3 separate regions of the Mus musculus genome follow, and all the other regions are linked to region 2. Evidence: chromatin contacts called from public Hi-C data. All regions are on one chromosome and are shown on one strand. Each heading gives the region's core, a stretch centred on a gene start, on an enhancer-like site or on the middle of the called end of the contact. The rest is flanking DNA. Distances are from core to core; before and after follow the strand shown.

Region 1 (2,700 bases), core at 98-2,597, 500 kb before region 2:
TGTTCTCAGGTAAGACCTGAGTCCGCAGAGGTCCCAAGACTCACTAGAATTATACGGCCCCTTGGTGGCCTGGCTGATTCCAATAGCTTTACAGAGAATGACGTGACAACTGTTTTACTCCCTGTATAAGCTACTGTGTCTTAGTGACTACTCAGAACACTCAGAAGTCACCCTAGTCTACCTGTGTCCCATAGGAAGTAAACTCTCAGCGTGTAAGAATTTGGGCATAGAGTATATATTAGAGGTTAATTATTCCCTTCTCACAATAGGGATCCACCATAAGATGTTCTTAAAGGTAAGTCTCTTAAAGTAATTCATTATAATTATTAAATTAACATGTTTTTCAGAATATACATATTTTATGAAGCAAGATACATATATAACACAGAATTTCACAGCAGTAAATCTGTGAAGTTTAGGGATAGTAGAAGTCATTTTCTCTACTAGATCATCTGGAGCAGCGGTTCTTGGCATCACGGGGTCGCATATCAGATATACTGCATATCAGATATTCACATTATGATTCGTAACAGTAGCAAGATTACGGTCATTAAGTAGCAACGAAAATAATTTTATGGTTGGAGATCACCACATGATAAACTTAAACTGTACTAAAGGGTCGCAGCATTAAGACTGAGAATCACTGATCGAAAATGTACTAGGTTTCTCTTTGTGGCTCAGCTACCTCTTCTCTGAGATCCAATCCAGAAGCCCAGGTTGTAATGTGAGCTTTTAGAAAAATTGATGGGTCAACCCTGGAGCTTCGCTCTAGACTTGTCCGCAGACCTTAAGGAATGAGACAGTCGGGACTGAAGGCCTCCGGACGACCTTCCTGGAAGATGTCGTAACTCCTAGCACCGATGCTCTAACTCAGAAAAAAACCTGGAATGAAAATGGACAGGAAGGGCGAGCCTCCACGACCCTTCCAGCTCTGCGGCGGCCGGAGGTCGGGTGTCCCCGGGTGTGCCCCGCCACCCCGCCCGGGTCCTCTCGGTACTCACTGAGAGCGGCGCGCGGGCTTGGCCGCCGCCTCCATCCCCTCCATCCCTCGGAGAGGCGAGGCCCTGCCCCACTCTCCCCGTCCGGGGCCGCTGCAGAGTCCCGGGCCGGACTCGCCCTGAATTCGGGCGGGCGGACGGGAGTGTGGCCCGCAGGCCTCGTCCCCGGAGCGTGTCCCGCCCCGGGTCCCACGAGGCGAGGCCGGGCTGGCAGGAGTGCGCGGCGCCCCTGGCCCCGCTGGGCGCCTGGAGCCGTAGCGACCGCTACTTCATAGCTTTGCTTGAAGGTGAAAGGCCCAGCCAGCGGCCTCGCGGGCCGGCCTGGGAAGAGAGGGCGAGGAAGGCGAGAGGAGGGGCGGCGGAAGGGGCTGGAGGAGCCGCGACCTCGGCCTGTCCCCACCCCCCAGCCTCCCGCGGCCTCCCAGGGTCGTGGCCACTCGACCCGGGCGCACGCCGGGAGCCCAGAGCCTCCTCGGCTCCGCTCCACTCCTGGAGCCAGGGCCGCCTAGACGGCCGGAGGATGCGCCCTGAATTTGGGGCTCACTGGCTGCCACGGGGCCGTTGTCCCGGGCGCCGATCAGCTCCCTCCCCGGGGACACGGGCGCGAAAGCGGAGGGGCGCCCGGGTGACTCGGGGGCGCAGCCGGAGCGCAAAAGGCGACAAGCTTCAGCCGACTCCACCGGCTCCGCTGGAGCGAGAAGCTGAGGACCGGACTTTGTGTGGAGAACGTTTCGGGATGGGTCGGTGGGCTTCTCCGCAGGGCCGCCCCATCACCCTTGGGCGCCCTCTTAGGTCAAGATCATTCAAGGTTCGTTGAGGCCTTGGGGTAAGCTGGCGTTGACTGCTCATCCGGAGCCACCAAGAGCTGGGCCTGCATTGCCAGCTGCTTGGGGAAGGGACCGCTTCTGGGGCAGTGGAGGATTCCCGAACAGACCTGGGTACAGGCCTCCGTGAAGGAGCCACCAAATGGCTGGCAATTGTGCCCAAATCCATGGAGCTTCCTCTTTCTAACCAGGAGGTGACTAAGTCTCTCCAATGTCCAAACCCATTTTGACTATTCCCCTACCCCCAAAGGAACAGTAAGAAGAACCAGGACATTTCAGACGTCTCTGAAAAGAGAAAGTGGTCTCTCTTCTTTCTTTGGCCAACAAGTTTCACTTACTTAATCTTTTGTGCTGCTAGATGGCCGGTGTAGCTACTGGAAAGGATGCACAAAGCTAAGGTCCTAGCAGAGCACAGGAGAGAGAGGGCAGTTCTACCCCTTGTGCGGGTGTAATCCTGTAGTCCCAGTTGTTCAGAGATTAAAGCAGGAGGATCCTGCTGCAAGTTCGAGGCCAGCCTAGGCAATTTAGTGAGACATGTTCTCAAAAGGAAAAGGGGAGAAATGGGCTGAGGATGTAGGGATGGGTGTAGAGAATTTGCCTATTGTGCAAGAGGCCCTGGGTTCAAACCGAGTCCCATGGAAACAGAAAGGATGTCTATCTCCCTTTAAGGGAGCTGGATGGGGGAGGGAACACCGAGGCAGGCAATCTGGTCTGAGCCGCACCCTGGGAAACTGACAGTAGATTGGCCCAGGACCGGTTTAGGAACCAAGGGGTTTATCCTGGGCAAACCCTGTGTAAGTGAGCAGGTTCAAGGCTCACGGCTCTGTGGAGCAGGGTCTGAAGCGTCTTCCTGCCATGTTCGCAGAGTAAGTTCCTCC
Region 2 (2,700 bases), core at 1-2,500:
AGTCTCTTGGCAAGCCCATCGAGGGAACCCTTCATCTCTCTAGGGTACCCAGGGGCACCTAGCCCAGTGCAGCCGTTTGTAAACCCAGACTTAACCAGGAGCCCGCAAGCGCGCGCTAAGCCTGAGAACCTGTTCGGGTCTCTGCACAGATTGCTTCTATCTGTTCAGGAGTCGGAAACACAGACAGATTCCCACCCGGAAAATCTCTGCCGTGTGTGCACATCCGTACAAACCAGAAACCTGGGGTGAGAGACCTGCCGTAACTAATTGCAGGCTCTGGAAGAAATTGAGAGAGCTAGCAAAGTGCCCACACGTCTGAGTCTCTCTCCCTCTTCCAGCCCCGCGCCACTAAGATTGCCTACCCTCGCCTAAGCAAAGGCTGCACGCACAACTTCGTTCCAGAGCTTCTCGCCGCTGCATTCCTCGGCTAGCTGGAATGTGGCGAGTGCATTCGCTCACCCGGAGCAGTCTGCTGGCGGCAACACAGGCGGCGGGTGCCCCGGGCAGCAGTGACTGGGGACTCAATCAAGTGCTCGAACTGCCGAAACCAAGAGTGTGACAGGGGGCTTCTGTACAGCCCTGCGACCCGGGACGCGCTCTCCAACTTCCCGCCAGCTGGGGTAAAGTTGTACCAGCGGTTCTGCGAGCTTTGGCCATTGCCGCGAAAGGTAATCAATTGGGGGACCACTTTTGCCCTCGGGCCTGGCCTGTAGCTGGAAACCTCTGTTGTCCCCAAACAGCATCCTCCCTAGGGTTCTCATAAAAGCGACGGCCCAAAGATGCTACTTTCTATACCCTTGGGCCCTCCACGAACAGTATCCCGGAATCTTTCGAATTCGATCCCAAATTGCCAAGAGTCAAGCCCTTCAAACACTGACTGGTAGTACCCCAGCTCTGTGACCGCCTCTGCACCCCGACCCCTCCCGGTCAGTGCCTTGAACGGCGCGTCCGGCCTCCCCGCACCCGCTGAGGCTGTTAGCTGTCTTGTTATCAAATTAAATTAGCGAGAAAGGAGGGTGTCTTACGTTGCATCGGCACACCGAGCATCTCCGGGAGCCCCTTGACAGCCCCCTCCGCGGGGACAGCCGCGCTCTGCATCATCTTGGAGCCAGAGGCAGCAAGTCGCAGTCTACCGAGATCTCTCGCTCTCTCCCTCTGGCTGGATTCGGAAATTTGAAAATAATAATAATAAAACCAACCAGGCCGCTGAAGTCACAGAGGAAACCGAGCCCTCCGCGTCTCCGGGAGGACTCCACAAGCTGGCTGGCCCCCTCCCCCGCCAGTCCTCAGGCTGTTTCAAATCCCTTTGATCTCGCTCTCCCGGGCTGGTGCACATCCCGGGTTGAGGAGACACTGTTGCTGCAGCTCTGGCTCCCCCCCTTCCCTTCCCCGCCCTCCTCTCCCCCTCCCCCTCCACCCTTCGCGTGCCGGCTGCCCTGGAGGCCGCGGTCACCCAGGCATTTTGATTCATTCACACTGCAGGAGCGGCCGTGACGTCGCTTTCCGCAGGGAAGCCCGCCCTCCAGCTAGTGCTGCCAACCGGGCAGCCCGCTGCAGACCCCCGGCTAGCCAGAGTAGGGGGCGAGAAGTAGGGGGGGTTCGGTAGCCCCGAATCTGGTCGGAGGTGCGGGAGGGCGGGGCCGCCTGATAGGGGGCGGGGCCTGCAGCCCCTCCCCCACCCTGCCGTGCGGGCTCGCGCCCCGGTATAAATACTGCGGCGGGCTGGGCCGCGGCAGCAGGTGGTCCCGGAGCGCAGGGACCACGCAGAGCTGGTTTCTGCCAGCTTTGGGGATTCCCCGCTCGCCCCCAGCATCGGTCCTCTAGGATCAAGGAGGGGGCGCGGTGGGCCAGGACCCAGCGGACCCTGGGTTGGCGCTCCGAGTTCAGAGCTTCTCCAGCCCACGGAGCGTGTTCTGTAACTGGATGATTCCATCCATCCTCCACTTGTTTTTTTTTTTTTTTTCCTGGCCAGTTCCTTTCCGGCCGGTACTAACCAGACCCTACTCTCTCTCCCCCGCGTCTGGCTGAGGCAGGGCCAGGGACAGCTCGTACTCGGCCGGGAACGCGCGAGTCACGCAGTGGGCCGCCACGGAGCCGGATGGAGGCAGGCGGCCTGGGCCGCGCACGAAGGTGGCCGGGCGCGGGTCTTCGTGCGCGCCCACACTCGCCTCGGCCTTCCGCCACAGTCGGCACTCTCACCACCCGAGGTCCAGTCCTAGTCCCACGCCTCCCAGCCGCCCGCCCTCCCAACTGGGTCTCCAGCCGGCGTCCACCCAGATCCGCCCTCTCTGGCTCCTGGAGACTGCTCGGCCGAACCGGCTGCCACTGCGGGCACTTTGAACGATCCCTGGCCGCGTGTGTACTGGGCGGAGGCGTGCACCGGGCCCCCGGGGCTGACCAGCAAAGGGCGTGCATTGCTGTTGTGTTTAACACACACACAGAGACTCACACACAGACACAAACGCGCGCGTAGAAAACTCATTCTTCCCATTCTCATTCCTGGAGGCAATAAAGCAAAGATCAATGCTGGGACGAAGTCGCTAGCACTTTTTCAAACACTCGACGCCTCCTGACCACCGGCTCTAGAAACCTACCGGGTCAGCCCTGGGCCCAGCCACAGCCACCTCGGACACTACCATTCCTAATTTAATTGCCGACTTCAAGTCAGATGGGTCTTTACAACCAAATGGGACCCTGCGC
Region 3 (2,718 bases), core at 180-2,679, 460 kb after region 2:
TATTGTGTCTGGAATTGTCTCTCCTGGGACCGGCTCTGACACAGGCAGGATCCAGAGATCCCACGGCACACATCAATCCCTGCCAGTTACCGGGTTGCCTCCCTGGAACCCCTCAGCCTACTTGAAAGACCCCCAGTTCCTGTTCTCCTACAGTCAGGCCAGTAATGTGGTCCTGAACGAGGAGAGGGTCTGCTGTCCTCACAGAATGGAAAACCTAGAGAATGGGTCTGAATTGGTTACCTGCCACATCAAACCTGTTAAGAAGCACAAATGTCCAGGGCCCCACAGGTCCACGCAGAGAAAAGGAATGTCCTGGCGAGACCAAACACCAAAACAAACAAAAACAATGCCCTCCCCCACTCCCCAGTCACAATCAAAGGGGATGAATAGCCCTGGGAGCTGATAGTTCTTATGTTTCTTTCCGGCTTTTCTTCTTTGTCTTCTGGGTCTCAGAGCTCTGAGGACACCACCCTTCTAGGGAGTCTTGTAGAGCACCAACATTAGCAGTAAAGCTTGGGGTGACCAGGACCCAGCAGCAGACTCCAAGACTTTGTCCCTTGGTCCCTGGTCTCTATTTGGGTCAAGCCTTAATGCCACTAGCTGAAGCTTCCTTGCGACTGACACAGGGTCAGGGATGCAGATACAAGAGATGGTTCCGGGGGTCCAGAAGCAAGCAGGCAATGAACCTGGCAGGGAGCTGGACCTCTAAACAGCCAGGAACCTCCGGCTGCCCTGGACCCGGAGTCTCTGGCAAAGACAACTGTCCTCGAACTCCCTCCCGTTGTTGTGCCCACACATCCCGCCCCTTGAAGCACCTCTGCCCTCATTATTTCGTAAAACTTCAGGAAAATCTCTAGCAAGCCTGCTGGAACCTGGAGGCATCAACCGACGGCTGCCCATGAGCAGGGCAGCGCTCTCCAACCCCCCGCACCCACCCATTGCCTAGGAGATCGGGGTGGGGGGGACATCCAGTGTCGCTTGCCCTGCGAGTGGTCTCCTAGGGTCCCAGAGTGTCGCCAGCACCAAGGCTCAGCCTCCGCATCCCCATGAAAGAAGGCCGGAGCAGGGAAAGTGGTGAGGGGCTGATCGGTGAGGACCGGTGGAAGCGAGGGGCTCCAGGGGCCGGCAGCCCGCAGCCTCCCACCAGCGCCTCTAGGAGCTGCTGCGGGAGCCAGGACGCGGAGCCCGGTTAAGGCGGGTGCTCTGCGCAAGGCGGCGCCGGGGCGCGCTTACCTAGGTGTTCAGGCGCCCCCGACAGCGCTCTAGCGCCGGGCACATCCACGCACCGAGCCCAGAGATCCGTCTGCTGCTCCGCCGCGCCGCCTCACTCCCTCTGCGTAGGAAATTGCCTCCTGGGTCCCCGGGTCCGGGCTTCTCTCCGCCGTGGCTCTTGCCGTGGCTCCCACTCAGCGCTGCCCTGGACTCTGCGCGCCTTCCTCCCAGCGCCGGTGGCCCTGCCGGCCCACGTGAGGCTGCTCTGCCCGCCCCGGCTCTGAGAGCACTGGCTGGGTACCCAACCTTGAATCTCCTGGCTCCTCCAGGTGGCCGAGGATGGGGGCAGGTGATAGGAGCTAGAGGGTGTCCTGAGAGAATCCCCAACCCGCAAGGAGGATTGCTCTTAGTGGGGTGATGGGTCAGCTGGAGTGATGGTCCAGAAAAATCTCTCACTCAGGTTCGCAGCCTTTTAGCCCAAGAAACACAGAGCCCAGCAGTCGGGGCTCTCCAGGGATGACTCAGTAGTGGGGACTTAGGGAGCTGCAGACGGGGTCCAGAATGGAAAATCTCGAAAGAGAGTTTAGGCGCCAGAGTGCGTAGCTGTCCACTGAAGGGGGATCACCTCAACAGCTACCTTCAAGGCACATCTAGGCCAGGGAGTCTAGTGACAGCTGAGGTCCCTCGTGGAGGGGGCAGAGTTAGAGTATGTGCGTGTCAGATCTGTCAGGAAAGAGACAAGAGGAACGTTAGTGATGATAGGGATTTCTTTACTGATGTCTCCTTAATTTTTTTACATGTATGTATGTATGTATGTATGTATGTATGTATGTATGCATGCATGCATGCATGTATATGTAGATGTCCATACTATAGCCTTGCTGGAATCAGTTCTTTCCTTACACCCTGTGGGTCCCAGGGATTAAACTCAGGTGGTCAGACTTGGCAACAAGTGCTTTACAACTGAGAGGTGCCTGTGAACTGTACCCCAAACAGGAAAATTGTGCTGGTAGTCGTTGGAAGGTTTCCTTGGAGAACAGGACAGGAGGAGAGGGAAGGAAGTTAGCCTAGCCAAAGCTTCTCAGGCCAGAATTCCTTTCTCAGAATCCTACCCACTTCACAGGCTTGTTTCACAAACCCTGACGATTCAGAGGAAGGAGAAGCTGGGTCCTGCAGGATAAGCTCGGCTTTTTCCCCCACTACAGTCAGGATGTTTTCTTCTTCACATCCTGCATAGTCTGAGTGGTTCGAGGGAAAGACCGCAGATTTGAGAAACCAAAATGAAATTCCAAACACGAGACATGATAGGTCCCCAGTGTGATCCGATCAAGGAATAAGAAAGATGTCACCAGGGTAGACTACTCATCTCATTCCCCCTCCACCCCGCCCCTGCAGGGGAACTTCTGTAGTTCAGAACCTCATTACTTTCTCTTCACAGGTTTTAAATATGCAGCCCACATTTCCTCTGTGTACCACCTTTTCTCACCACAGTGGAATCTCACACCA

What was found. A called contact is a pair of places that touch in the nucleus more often than the background predicts.
Region 1: a contact with region 2 is called in a Hi-C map of embryonic stem cells, with 8 times the contacts expected there. The contact joins the promoter of BC034090 here to the promoter of Lhx4 in region 2. A contact is called at or near these places in 1 of 39 promoter capture datasets (embryonic stem cells), 24 of 484 Hi-C or Micro-C datasets (all in embryonic stem cells), 6 of 115 datasets of contacts at active chromatin or transcription factors (all in embryonic stem cells) and 1 of 9 other capture datasets (embryonic stem cells).
Region 3: a Hi-C map of embryonic stem cells shows a contact between it and region 2, with 1.9 times the contacts expected there. The contact joins the promoter of Fam163a here to the promoter of Lhx4 in region 2. A contact is called at or near these places in 5 of 39 promoter capture datasets (the C10 cell line, embryonic stem cells, liver and 1 more), 7 of 484 Hi-C or Micro-C datasets (all in embryonic stem cells) and 4 of 115 datasets of contacts at active chromatin or transcription factors (all in embryonic stem cells).

What each region holds. Positions count from the first base shown.
Region 1 is chr1:155,243,185-155,245,884 of GRCm38.p6, forward strand. It overlaps BC034090 (cDNA sequence BC034090), which reads right to left and starts at 1,348. Exons shown (of 10, transcript NM_001370865.1): 1 at 1,002-1,348. The coding sequence starts at 1,045. Gm31102 (a long non-coding RNA gene) reads left to right here. Exons shown (of 4, transcript XR_878641.3): 1 at 1-295.
Region 2 is chr1:155,740,777-155,743,476 of GRCm38.p6, forward strand. Lhx4 (LIM homeobox protein 4) reads right to left here and starts at 1,251. Exons shown (of 6, transcript NM_010712.2): 1 at 1,026-1,251. The coding sequence starts at 1,101.
Region 3 is chr1:156,203,597-156,206,314 of GRCm38.p6, forward strand. Fam163a (family with sequence similarity 163, member A) reads right to left here and starts at 1,430. Exons shown (of 5, transcript NM_177838.3): 1 at 1,234-1,430.